3 separate regions of the Mus musculus genome follow, and all the other regions are linked to region 3. Evidence: chromatin contacts called from public HiChIP or PLAC-seq and promoter capture Hi-C data. All regions are on one chromosome and are shown on one strand. The core of a region is the stretch at or near the end of the contact, and the rest is flanking DNA. Distances in the headings are between cores, read along the strand shown.

Region 1 (4,447 bases), core at 828-3,327, 590 kb before region 3:
AACGTAGACAAGAGTGACCCTACACTAGAATTGTTTTTATAGTCTCCATAAGTTCTACAGATGGCTTTACTGCTTAGGCAAGTCACTGTGTGTGTTCCTTGAATTTCAATCCTCTCCCCTGTACAGTGGGGTCAACACAGCTCCCTTCTGCATAGCCGATTCTCAGTCATATGCAGAGGATGCCTGCACAGGCATGGACAGGGAGAGGTCCTCAGAACCAGGCTGTCCTCCTCTCACAGGGATGGGTGGGAATGGCATCTCTAGGTGCACTGATGAAGGGCATTCAAGCGTGGCCACGAGTCATGCCAGCTCTCCGTGCACTGATGGGTGATGAAGAGCCTTCAGGCGTGGCCGTGAGTCATGCCAGCTCCCTGTCTCTAATCCTGTTACTCCTTTTCCTTTCATGCAAGATTCTGTGGGGCGGAGTGTGAGCCGCGTTGTCATGGGAGTATCTGTGCTAGTTGACACTGCTCTTTGCAGAAGTGGCCTGCCTGAAAGCACAGGCTTCCTCGGTTGCTTAGGAAACCTTCCAGGTGACTGTAGCCAGGTGACAGCCCTATCTACATAGTGCTAAGAAGTGGCAGGCCAGGAGAGGTACTAGGGTTGCATGTGTGTCCTCTGTACCCCCAACTGTACTGTCCCCTCTCCAGGGAGAAGCAGGCATAGTAAGGGCTTCCTCTTTGGTATGGTCTTGGTTCTAGTTTGCTCTGAGTGACACCCAGGTTGTGGGGAACCTGCCAAATTGTGTCTTTCTTTCTTTTTATGGGGGGGGGGGGTAAGATTTTTCTGCAGCATCCGATAGGTTTACCCAGGTTTTCCTCCTTTTGCCGGAATTTTTGGGAAGGACTAGAGGCAGGCATAGTTTGCTCTCCCTGGGAGTCAAAGTGTCTTGCTTGGTGTGCCCCACTGAATTTTCTGTAGCATCATCCCTGGGGAACTGCTCTCTCATATTCTTGGAAGATGCGGAAAGACTCTCTGATTTTCTTGGAAATCACAGAATTCCATGAAAGCTGGATGGAGCTTGAATCTACCTGTAGAGCCAGGAAATAAAGTCTCTGCTCCTGGATCACTGGGTCCTTCTAATTCCAGGAGGCGTTAAACTGTGTAGTATACAGCGTCTGTGCCATGGTGAAGCGAGGTGAATACTTGGTCAGAGGCATATTCACAGCACAGAGGTGCAGTGTGCCTGGGTGGCCTTTCCTCTGGCTGCCTGGGCTCCTGGGTAGACCCTGCATCTGGTCTTTGGGTCAGTTATTGTCCCTATGTAGTTGGTCCCTTAGCTCCTCATGGCTCTGGTATTCAGAACTGGGGGCCAGAGAGAGCAAATGTTGTGCTTAGTAGGGGTAGAGATGGCGCATGGGTGTGAAAGATGCAGTCCCTACGATCTGTGGGTCAAGACTTCTTTCCCAAGAGCACAGAGTGCAGCCTATTGGGATGTTTGCAGCCTTTTAAATTAAGTTTTTAAAGCTCCTGGCTACCTGTTACCACCAGGATACATTGCTTTATTCTAGTCCAGAGTTCCCCCACACCCCACCCTGACCATGCAGGTCCACGGTGGATGCTGTATATTTAGCATGCCTGCAGTATTTGGATGAAGACATGTGGCACAGACCCAGGAATGTCTTGTGACCCCATGTTTGGGGCTTCCTCTCCTTGACAACGACGTACTTTGTTTCTGCTGATCCTGAGAGTACATCTGGGCTACTGTGCCCATTCACCTAACCAACATTCCTCAAAGGCTGCCTGGGCTCTGGGACCCATGTGAAAAGTCTGGCACTGTGGGTGGAGTAAGGTTGTGCCCTCAGAGGGTTCCAGGAATAGGAAAGGCGCGCGCGCACACACACACACACACACACACACACACACACACACACACACACACACACAGCTTACTGCTCTATGGAGCAGGACAGAGAGCAAGAGAAGCAGGTCATGTCAGTGGCTCAATGGCACTCATTTAGACACACAGGTTGTCTTAGGATTACTGACTCAATGGGCAGAGTTCTCAGTCCTCAGGCCTGTAAACCAGCTGTGCTTGGCAGTGCTTTGGAGGCATCTTGGGCCAGGGCTGCTACCTCCAGGAATCTCTGGCTGTGGTGACATCCTGTGGCTAGATGTGGAATTGCACCTTGGGAGTGGCCCCCCCTCTTCTGTGGTTTGGATTTTTTTTTTTTGCCTCTGTTTCTATTTTGCTTCTTCTACTTTTTGTCCCCTGCAGACCCAGCTTTGCTGCTGGAGAGGCTGATTCATTTGCCTCCTGGGGAAGTACTTTTTCAGGCCTGGTGACAAGTCACAGGAAACCATGCTTTGGGGCACAGCCCTCCACAAGTCAGAGCCCGATTTTCTTTGCGTGTAAGTGGCCAGCCACAAGGAGCACTCTTTTAGGAGTAAGCCCGGCCCAGGCACTGCAGATACATAACCGCACTGCTGTGGTTGGACAGCTTCTGCTGGGGTTATGGGCCCCTGGGGGAAGAAAGACTGAGGCTGGGCCTGGCAGGGGCAGGCAGGGGCACTTGGGCCAAATCCTAGCTGTGTCTGTTCTCAGCTCCTCCTTAGACCCTCCACCCAGAACCTGTCCTCTCTTGCTCTTACCTTCTGCTCCAACATAGCTGTGATGAGAGGGGAGGGGTTTGTTTTCATAGCAACTGTTTAGTAGCTGGGCTGTGTGTGACTCTAAGGGCCGTGGTGCCTCTTTTCTTCAAGTCCTTATAACAACACTATGAGGGAGGGACAGGTCAGACACAGCTTTAGAGGCAACCTGCCAGGGCAGCGCGATCCTGATGTGTCCAGCCTGTACTGGAATCTGGGGTGTCCCTGTGGAGCCACAGTGCATCCGCCTCTTCCCCAGTGTTGTAGTGTAATCATGAAGGTAATTGGGTTTGGTTTTTGTTTGTTTCATTTATTTATTTATGTATATGAGTACACTGTAGCCACTTTCAGACATACCAGAAGAGGGCATCATATTCCATTACAGATGGTTGCGAGCCACCATGTGATTGCTGGGAATTAAACTCAGGACCTTTGGAAGAGTAGTCAATGCTCTTAACCACTGAGCCATCTCTACAGCCCTTGTTTTGGTTTTTGAACTCAGGGTCTCCTATAGACGAGGCTGACTTCAAATTCACGATATAAAATATATTTAAAATGACCTTGAGGAGTCTGAAGAGATGGCACTCATATAAATAAAATAAATCTTTTTTAAAAATGACCGTGAACTTCTGATCCACCTGCCTTGACCTCTGAGTGTTGGACTCACAGGCAAGTGTCACCATGTCTGGCTTATGAGCACCGAGGATGGAATCCAAGGCTTCCTGCATGCTATCCTGGTACTCTACTAGCTGAGCTACATCTACAGCCCCAGAGCTGCAGTTTTGTATGGGGTCTCCCTGCTAAATCCTGACCTCCTGGTAGCCAGCCTGAGTGTCTGTACTGCTGAAGGTCTAAAGCTATTGCCCCTCTCTAGGTCCCCAGTGGTGACCAGTCTAGAAAGTTCCTGTCTCTTGCTTCTAAACAGTAAGCGCAATGGATTCCTTTTGGATTCTGTCTTTGCATTGGAGGGTAGTGGGACAGCTTGGGGAAGAGGGAAAGACAGACCCTCTGCATAGTCACTCTCCCCAGGCCGGTGTTCTTGTGCATGGCATAAATATTTTAGAAACTCCTCTGGATTATCCAGCACCTCCTTGAATCCAGGTCTTTGTGTGGCCATCACCTGGGTGGTTCCAGTTGCTTGGGTTCATCTCTGTTTCTGTAGAATGTGAGACCTGGGGTTTGTGCTTGAGGCCACTTCCTGTCTCTGTGGTGTCCACCTTCTAAAACTTCTCTGCTGTTTGATCCCCTCTGTCCTCATCCTGGTTTGCCTACCATTACGTTTCATGTTCTTAGAGCAAGTTTCTCCTTCTTCGCTGAGGTCTTGTCATTTCCACCAGTGTAGGAGGGATGAGAAAGGCTCGTGAGAAGCTGTGGTCCATGGTCCTAGTCCATGCATGACTGTACAGTATGTGAAAGTACTTGTCCTCTGTTGATGACCCGTGGGCATATGTGTGAGGTCCTGAAAAGCTTCCATCCTCCCTGGCTGCAGGTTTCTTGAACTCCAGAAGCCCCGGCTCTGCAAGCTACTCCGGGTCCTGGCCTTCGCCTACCCCTACACTTGGGACTCACTCCCCATCTTCTACAGGGTAAGCACACGGAGCCTACCTCTCCTCTCCTCCGGTCAGCAGTGCCCAGGGGATGGTTTCCTGAGCTCTGAGGAAGTCATAACACCGTGGAGGGCCCTGGCGGGACCCATAGGGGTTGAGTGCTGCGGTTAGTTAGAGATAGTCTGAACACAGAGGCCCTTGGAAACAAACTGACTAGGGCCTTAGCAACAGCCACAGAGAACTGGGCAAGGCTTGCAGCCTGGGGGTTGGTGAACATCAGTGCCAGCTGAGGGGAAAGCCCAGTACATGCA
Region 2 (3,913 bases), core at 1,364-3,863, 570 kb before region 3:
AAAAGGTCTCCCAGTTAAGGCCCACTTTACAAGGTGGATCTGGTGGGATCCGGTAGGATCCAATGCCCAATACTGCTTCGGTGGCCAAGAGCCTAAGAGTGGCTAGGATATGGGCCTAAGAGAAAACCAAATACTCTTCTCTATTATTCTGCTAAGGGAACATAGCAATAAAGTGACTGCCCAGCATCTCACTCAGCCCACAGAGAGGCTTCCTCTTACGGTTGATGGGAACTAACACGGATACCCACCCCTGGATAACATGGGGAGAGTGAGAGATTTTAGAACATTTAGTCTTAAATGTGATGTCTTCAACTCAGCCTCAGGGCTGAGCGGGGTGTGTAGCTTGAAAGAGCCAGAGGGTGTGATGACTTCAATTTTCTAGCCACAACAGGGCTGGCACACATAGGGACTCACAGGGACCTTTGCAGGGGCACAAGCCTGTTGGGTACCAGTGCTCTCACCTCTAGCCAAGAGGCTGTCTGTCCTGGTTACCTGCTTGCAAAGGAAATGTTAGTTTCTCCAATGGAGTCTCCACTGTGTACACAAATCACACTTATGGGCAGGGCCCCCATGCCCGGCAGTAGCCTGGCCGCCAACACAAAACAATGATATTTTTGTAGACTTTTTGCTTCATTTTGCTTTGTTAAGGCATATTGGACTTTTGTGTGTTATTTTTTGTTTGTTTTATTGAGCTTTTATGTGTATATGATGGTCTCCAGTTTGTGTTTTTGTGGATTTCTGTGTGTGTGTGAGTTTCTCCCCCCCTCTCTCTTTTTTTCCTTTGTCTTTTTTTTAAGCGGGGGGGGGGGGGGGGGGGGTGGTTAGAAAGGGCATGTAGGAGGGTGGGCGTGGTGCACACCTTTAATCCCAGCACTTGGGAGGCAGAGACAGGTGAATTTCTGAGGCCAGCCTGGTCTACAGAGTGAGTTCCAGGACAGCCAGGGCTACACAGAGTAACCCTGCCTCGAAAAACCAAAAACCAAAAAAAAAAAAAAAAAAAAGAAAGAAAGAAAGAAAAAAGAAAAGAAAAGAAAACGAATGAGTTAGAGAGCCTTACTATGGATGGACAGGAGCAAGAGAGAGAAAACCCAGCATGAGTCAAAGCTACAGATGGAGCATGGGAGAGCCCCTCCAGTGTCCTTCAGTGAGAGCCTCCACCGCTTTCAACGCTTAGGGCCATGCCCATAGTGGTAAGCACCGAGCGTGCAACAGTGCCATCTAGCGAGGCTGAAGAGGATACGCTGGGAGAGGACTCCGTAAACAGGGGCCGGGCACCGCGTGGGGTGATGCTGAAATCAACGGTGCAGTGAGGGGCGGCAGGGGCTCTGGGATCCAGAGAAGGTGAGGCATTCTCCGAGGAAAGGAAGGCTGAGAGACAGCAGAGAGACTCGAGTGTGGGGGCAGAAACGTTCCACGCATGAGCGTTGGGCTTGGGACAGGTGAGAGGTGACGCAACTGAACAGGAAGACTAGCCTCAGGGCCCCACTGAGGGTCTCAAGCAAAGGGCGATGACCCACCCTAGGGCTCTCCCAGACCTGTGACTTATAGGTGAGAGTGCAGTCAAATGGATCGGTTTTGGAAAGTGATGGTGGCAAAGCCTGGTAGCTTTCTATCTGCTTCTGGAAATTTATCCATGGATGCATTTTCAGGTTTATTCATCGAAGCAGTTTGCAACAGTAAATATTGGAAAGACTAATGTCCAGTAATATGGACATTAACTATGGATATTAAACTGGCTATCCTTATCAGTGCTGGCCCTAAAGGAAGTTCTAAGTGGAGCTTGAGTCACAGAACGCAGGTGTGGCTACATCCCTGGGGAATCGTCAGCATGGGGGCTGGGATTAAATGAGAAAGAATCAACTTGTAGAAGGCAAAGGGTAAACGGTGGTTGCACAAGGGCAGTGGGTAGATTTTATGCATCTCTGTATATCCAGGAAACATCAAAATCAAGAATTTGAAGGTTAAGGATGTGTGGCTTAGTGGTATCACCTTTGCCTAACATTGTGAGGCTCTAGGTTTGATCACTAGCACCATGAAACACACACACACACACACACACACACACACACACACACACACACAGAGAGAGAGAGAGAGAGAGAGAGAGAGAGAGAGAGAGAACTGGAGAATCCAGAGAAAGGAACTTACAACAGGTTGTCTGCCAAGTTGGTATAGTCTTCAAGATCATTCTGGGGTCCTCACTGTAAGTGTGAGGCCAGCCTGGGATACAAGATACTCTCGTCTCAAAATAAATATCAAAAGTAAGATAAAATGTAAACGTAGAACTAAAAGTAAAGGTAAAAATAAAATATAAATACAATAAAATGAATAAGATGATGTGGTAGCCAGCGGCCAGCCTGAAATTAGAACATGCCCGACCAAGGCTTTACTTCCTTAGAGGTTCTCAGGACAAAGACTGGGAGATCTCAGCTTCTGCGTCAGAACGGAAGGGCGGAAGGGCCGGGATTTCCCCTCTCAGGTTTTTCTCCAGCGCTGCCCTCCTCAGCCTCCGGCTGGCGCCCTTGGGTTGCCAAGGAGACGAGCGCCCCTGCTGGCCGTGCCAGCGCTCCCCGAGGCCCCGCCCCTTCGCCGCAGGCGGCCGCTGATTGGCCTGTTTGAAATGCGCCGGGCGGGCGCACACTTGGGCTTGCAGCGTCGCCGCCGGGCTCTCCTCAGATTGAGTCCTGGTCCCCGCGGCCGTGGTTTGCTCGGCTTAGTTCCCGCCAGCCTTGCTCCTGTCGGAGCCCGACGTCCCGCGCGCGCGTCAGGATAGCACGGAGCCTGCGGTCATGAAGTCAGCGTGAGTACTGGTGGGAGGACTGCGTGGGGGTCGCCGCCCTCCTCACGCTGAGACTGGGGACTGCCCGGGAGCTGAGTCCGTAGTACAGTGTAGGCCGAAGCTCCGCACTGCAGAGTTCTGGTGGCTGGCGACCCTGGTGTGCCGGCGCCCTCCCAGTCCTCTGAGCCCGCGAAGGCTGCCTCCGAATCCGGGGCTGTCTGCCACCACCTCCTCGGGTTGCCATCCTTTGGGCTGCCCATCCCTCCCCAGCTTCCTTCCTCCCCGCCCGCTGCGCAGGTGGCAGGTCTGGGGACCCCGGGCGGCGCGCAGCCGGGGTGCGCGCTGGCACTTTGGGGGAGTTGAGCCTCCACAGCTCCGTCGGCATCCCTTCCCTAGTTCTAGCCTTGAGGTCAGGGTCCTTCTGCAGCTCCGCCACCTTGCGCTATCTTTGTCCCCAGGCCATCCCACACGCCTACTCTATCTCCCACGCCCACATTCCTCAGTATTCCTAGACTCTTCAGGAGAGCCACATCCTGGTTACACTTTTACTGCGAAGGAGGGCTGGCTTTAGAAATCGTTACTTTCACACGCACACACACGAAAAAAAAAAAAAACGGAACTTTTTAAAATGAGGAAACGTCAGTCTTTATATTTACTTAAGGATACCTACCCTAGTATATCGCTGGACTCTGGTTTGCTTCTAGTTTACGTGTGACTCTATTGAGAAAAGTACTTTAATAATCTACAGTCTAAACGAGTCTTTTGGTTTAATTTGTGTTAAATATTCTTGTAGCCTATAAACGAGAAAGGAAAAAAAAGTTAAATGATAGAGAATGTTGAAATAAAATAATTTTTTATATTGTTTACTTAAAATAGCAAGACATTTCAGCATTGTGAATAATCTAATCTTCCTACATAGCATGAGCAAATCTCTGAATTTGCACTCCAACACTTAAAAAAAATACAAACAAAAGTTCCACTGAGTACTAATGGTATCAAAAGTGTATTTTCCCAATTGAAATTTTAATGAGTTAAATTACATATACCACATTTCTCGAGTACAGTTTATTGTTTATATACATGTTATTTGCTGTGCGGTATTTGAGATTGCTGGGAAATGATTTTTTTAAGCCT
Region 3 (4,482 bases), core at 180-2,679:
CGCTCTCCCGACGGGGCCCGGAAGCGGGCATCCCGACCACCCCCAAAGCCAAAAGGGCTCTGGCGGCCAAGTGCCGAGAGCGCGAGTTGGAAGACTTAGGAGAGGGGCCGGGGCGGAAGCCAGCGTCCCCCTCCAACGCAGGCCGCCCGGGCCACTCGAGCGCAATTACCCTTGGCTCTCTACGGCGCCCCCACCCACCCAGCCCCTTTGTGTGAGCGCACACACGCGCGCGCACCATAAAGGTAGCAACAAGCAAAATGGAGGTGCTAGATAAACTGCCTCGTTTACCCTGCCATGATAGATGCTTAAATAAGCCTAGTTGCAATTACTCACCGGATGTCTGCCTTGCGGATACATGGCAGGGAGGGGTCGCGATTCCGAGAGCTTGGAAGCGCTGAGAGCCCGAGCCGGGGACGTGCGGGGGAGGGGGGAGGCGAGCCCGAGCGGGGGGCGGCCGGGGAACCGAGAGCTCGCCCCCGGCCCCCCCAGCCCGCTCTCGCAGCGAAATCCCAGAGTCGGGCGTGCGCCCCAAGTGCAGACAAAGAGCGGCGGAGCGAGCGGCAAAGTCGTCGGCGGGCTCGCGCTTTGTGCGCCTAGGGCTCGGCCGGCTGCGGCCGGCCGCCTTCCCCCGGCTGCGTGAACAGTGTCAGAAGCCGGGTCTGCGTGGACATCATCGGCTCCCTGGCGGCTCCAGTGCGGAATCCCGAGGCCGGGGGTTTGCGGGAAGGGGGATTCTCCTGTCCCCTCACGGGTCAATCAGGACGATGAGGCTGGAGGGGGGCGCGTCTGGGCAGCCCGGAGCATCCGGGGCGCGCGGGTCAGATCCCAGAGGCGGTCGGGCCCGGAGCTCGCGGCGAGAAGAGAAAGGAAGCAGGCCACCGAGGTGACGGCTTGAGGACCGTGGGTGAGGGCTAGAGCCCAGCGAGGACGCTTCGACGCCCCCCCACCCCCCTCGGAGAGGAGAGCCTGCTGTTCCGTCTGCTCCTGCCGCCGCCGCCAGCCCTTCCCAGGGTCGAGGAGGAACTCCGGGCTCAGTCGGTGCAAATAATGAGCCGTGGCATCCTAACTCCAGCCGGCATAGGAAGCCTCGGCGAAGGGGTCCTCTGCTTTCAAGTGGATCGGCCGCGTCTCTGGCGAGGAGCGGTCTGCGTCCTGCCGCCTAGGAGCGCGCAGGCTGGAGAGCACCGGAGGGGGAGACGTAGCCCGAGCCCGGGAGCTCTGCGGCTTCTTTCCTTCCTCCCAGCCTGGCTCTCCTCTCCGCGCCCCGACAAACCCCCAAAACACACAAGCACACGCACTCAACACACACACGTACACGCACTCAAAAAAAAAAAAAAGTGCCTCGGACCTGCGGATACCACACACAGACAGGCGAAGGGGGCCGAGCACGAGGTCTGAACTGCCGCGAGAGCAGTTCCAAATAGGGACTGAAAAGTAACAAAATAATGTGGCGGCTTCGCCTAGCGTTGGCCAATGGGAGTGCGAGGCTCCCACGTGGGGCCACGGGACTCGGACTGCGACTGGGCGCCGCCAGGCGCGACGTCACAATGCCCTCTTGTGTCTAAAACTATGCATGAAAAGTAGCAATCAGGCCCTACCCGCTGGTGACTTTCGCTTGGGAGTGAAAAACAGCGCTCCTCACATCAGGAATTAACCGAAAGACATATAATAAATAGATATATATTATAGTCCTGGGCTGCTAGGTTTTTTTTCTTCTTTTTTTCCCACGATCTACTAGCAAATAATTATTTGGCGGGAGGGGAGAAGGAGAAAACGAGTAACAACAAAAGGGGGGGAAAAAAGGACAAGCTGTACAATCCTTAAAACCTGTGGCTGGTAGTAATGGATCAGTTGATTCTGCAGAGGCGGCGAACGATTGCCCCCCTCTAATCTCATTAGGGTTGCAAAGCAGCCCAATTAGATACTATAAAACAAACAGAATCACTTTGTCAGTTTAATGTTTTCACTTCAAAAGATTTAGGACCGATAAAATGCTGGCACCCAAAGTTACCTCCGACCTCTAAGACTGTTCTCCAAACTGAGTTTCTCTTTCTTTTATCCGTTTCTGCCCCCTCTCCCACCCTTGGGCGCCCCGCTTTTCTCCTTTGTTCATTCGCCCTTCTTTTCAGAAAGCCAAATAAACAGCGCCTCTGATGCAAGGCGGCTGCCGGCGAGGGGGAAGTCTGAGAACTCTGGCTTGGCGGGCCGCGCAGATGGAAGGGCCTGGCAGTCTGCGGACAACAGGCTCAGTAGTGCGGCTAGCCCCATTTGGGGCTCTTGCCCTTTGGGGACAGCTACGTCCTGGCCGCAGCCTTGCCAAGGCGGGTTCCTCAGCAGTGCTCCGGGCCCGAGATGGTGAAGAAGGGAAAGCACGGAGTTGGGGCCCTCCTGGCTACGACCCAGAGTTCCGACCCCGTTTCTTGGCCTGATGGCCTGCCTGGGCACATGCATCGGCAGCCACCCGTGGAAGAGCGACTGCGAGCCTGGAGCGTCCCTGGTCACCAGCATAGACACCCAAGGAGGCGTAGATATTCGACTCTGGGGCCCATCTGCTCGCAGACAAGGGTCACGTCAGGGCACACTGCCCACCCTAGGTCCGCCGGCCTCGGAGAACCAACGCCGAGTGGGCCGCCCAGGTGTCCTCGGGTCCCTCCCGGCTTTCCCACCAAGCTTGCACGCAAGCACACGCTCCTGGCCCGTTGCGGGCGCGCGCGAGCCGGCCGCGCGCCCCCGGAATCTATATTTTCCCCTCATTAGGAGCCTGAGTTTCGCGTTTGCATCTTAATGAGTAGCTGGGAGCGCGCGGGGACCTCCACGTGAGCGGCCGCCCCGAGATGGAGCCTCTCAGCGCCCGCTCCGGCCTCGACCACGCTCCCCTCTTCATTTATTTATTCTCCTAAATAAAAACATAAATCGTGTACGATGCGCACCGAAAAGGGGGAGGGGGCAGGGAGAAGCCTAGCTCGACAGATGCGAGCATCTGGCCAAAGCATCCATTAGTCTCAAAATGGCTCCTCTTTGGAGCTTCCCTCTCCCCTCCCCCTTCTCTGCCCTCCCCCTTACGTCACGGGTGGGCGCACCCGCTTCCTACCCGGCCCGCCCCTTTCTCGCTCCAGCCCCCACGTGGGGCGCGCCGGCCACGCCCCCGAGCAAGTCTAAAACCCAATCACAGACCAGCAAAGAGACTCTCGACTAGTAATTGGTGGAGATTCCGAGAGCTGTCAGTCCTTAGCCAGAGCTGTCAGTCAAAACCACGAGGGGTGGGGGAGCGCTGACAAATGCCGAGGCTTCTGAGCCTCCCGCTTGCAAATAGTGCTTGGAATGGCTGCTTAATTAGCTTTGAATGGCTTTTCCTTCCAGCTCAAACAATCTGTCACTACCATGTGGTATAAAGGAGCCATGCATAAAAAAGTAAGCAGAGGCTAAATATCAATTTGATTTTGTGTATCAAAGGAATATTTTATTTTTCTCCCTAGTAATGAAACGTATCAATTTAAATAATAAAAGGTAAAAACACACACAAACCCTGAAGAAAAAAAAAAGAAGAAGAAAAAGGAAAGAAAGAAAGAAAAAAAAGGAAGAAAATCAAAACCCAAACTCCACGGTGTTCCTACTCCTGCGCACGTCTGAAATAGGTAATTTCTATGGGCCGCGTTCAGGAGGAAGTCTGAGATTTTCCATCTCCACCGCCCCCCTTTAAACTTGCATTTAGTTTTGTTGTTGTTGTTCTGGTCTTAGGAGTGCTGGGGGGGGATGGGTGTCGAGGAGAGGTGAGGTTGGGGAAGAAGGGGAACTTTAAAGGGATCTCTTTGAAGCTGCTAATCAAAGTGCAGGGGTTTTAAGACCCCTTAAACTGGGGGTCGTACAGCAGGTCTTGATTTGGGAGCCGAGAAAAGGGGGGGGGGAGAAGAGCGGGTGTGCTTTTCGCCCAGATTTATTAAACACAATGCCTTCAAGATGCCCAAGCCAAGGCGCCTTACTCGGCCTCTCTCTCCTCCGTCTCCCTCCGGACTGGGTCGGACGGCGCCCTCCTCCTGGCGGCCGCCGATGCCTTGGGCTTTCAGGTCCTGTCTATGCGGACTGTGTACAGAAAAGCGCCGCAGCTCTGTCTCTGGTCTCCGCGTCTCCTGCCAGGGCAGTGATGCTCCCAAGGACCCCACTAGTCAGCGTGAGCTAGTGCAAGGCAGACTTCACATTGAGTTCTCCTGTGAACCCAGGCGCCAGCACCCGGCCTGCCACACGGATGATGAGCGTGATGGATGCGGTTTTGCCGAGCGCCGCCCCCACGGCAGAGCCGAACTGCTTGCAGCAGCGCTCCCCACTGTGTGGAAGGACAGCCCTTGAGCGTTTAATAGGTACAAAGCGGCCATGGTTACCCAGTACGTCCTCACTTCACTCCCAAGGCCTGGCTGACGGCCCGTCTTATAGAGTAGAAGAGGGGCTGATACACAAACAAAGCTTAGTAATAGGCCGCGAGCTAGG

Evidence for each region. Promoter capture Hi-C pulls out the DNA fragments that hold promoters and counts their contacts. HiChIP or PLAC-seq counts read pairs in DNA pulled down with a chosen protein or histone mark.
Region 1: an H3K4me3 HiChIP or PLAC-seq map of pro-B cells shows a contact between it and region 3, with 5 times the contacts expected there. The contact joins the enhancer-like site here to the promoter of Tle3 in region 3. A contact is called at or near these places in 1 of 39 promoter capture datasets (the C10 cell line), 2 of 115 datasets of contacts at active chromatin or transcription factors (bone marrow-derived macrophages and pro-B cells) and 1 of 9 other capture datasets (liver).
Region 2: a promoter capture Hi-C map of erythroid cells shows a contact between it and region 3, with 23 times the contacts expected there. The contact joins the promoter of Kif23 here to the promoter of Tle3 in region 3. A contact is called at or near these places in 3 of 39 promoter capture datasets (the C10 cell line, cranial neural crest and erythroid cells), 1 of 484 Hi-C or Micro-C datasets (embryonic stem cells), 7 of 115 datasets of contacts at active chromatin or transcription factors (bone marrow-derived macrophages, effector CD8 T cells, embryonic stem cells and 3 more) and 3 of 9 other capture datasets (adipose tissue, liver and pancreatic islet).

The regions. Positions count from the first base shown.
Region 1 is chr9:61,963,456-61,967,902 of GRCm38.p6, reverse strand. It overlaps Paqr5 (progestin and adipoQ receptor family member V), which reads left to right. Exons shown (of 8, transcript NM_028748.2): 6 at 4,079-4,175. Among named protein-coding and RNA genes, the nearest start is that of Gm35152, 11 kb to the left of the region's middle. Within about 2 kb of position 2,077, at least 112 of the 459 cell types and tissues checked have an H3K27ac peak or open chromatin away from gene starts, as enhancers often do. A contact at or near this core is called in bone marrow-derived macrophages and pro-B cells, where this site is marked.
Region 2 is chr9:61,945,499-61,949,411 of GRCm38.p6, reverse strand. Kif23 (kinesin family member 23) reads left to right here and starts at 2,613. Exons shown (of 23, transcript NM_024245.4): 1 at 2,613-2,800. The coding sequence starts at 2,790.
Region 3 is chr9:61,369,313-61,373,794 of GRCm38.p6, reverse strand. It overlaps Tle3 (transducin-like enhancer of split 3), which reads right to left and starts at 1,429. Exons shown (of 20, transcript NM_009389.2): 1 at 334-1,429. The coding sequence starts at 357. It overlaps Gm34157 (a long non-coding RNA gene), which reads left to right and starts at 3,305. Exons shown (of 3, transcript XR_379512.3): 1 at 3,305-3,411; 2 at 3,508-3,635; 3 at 4,065-4,482.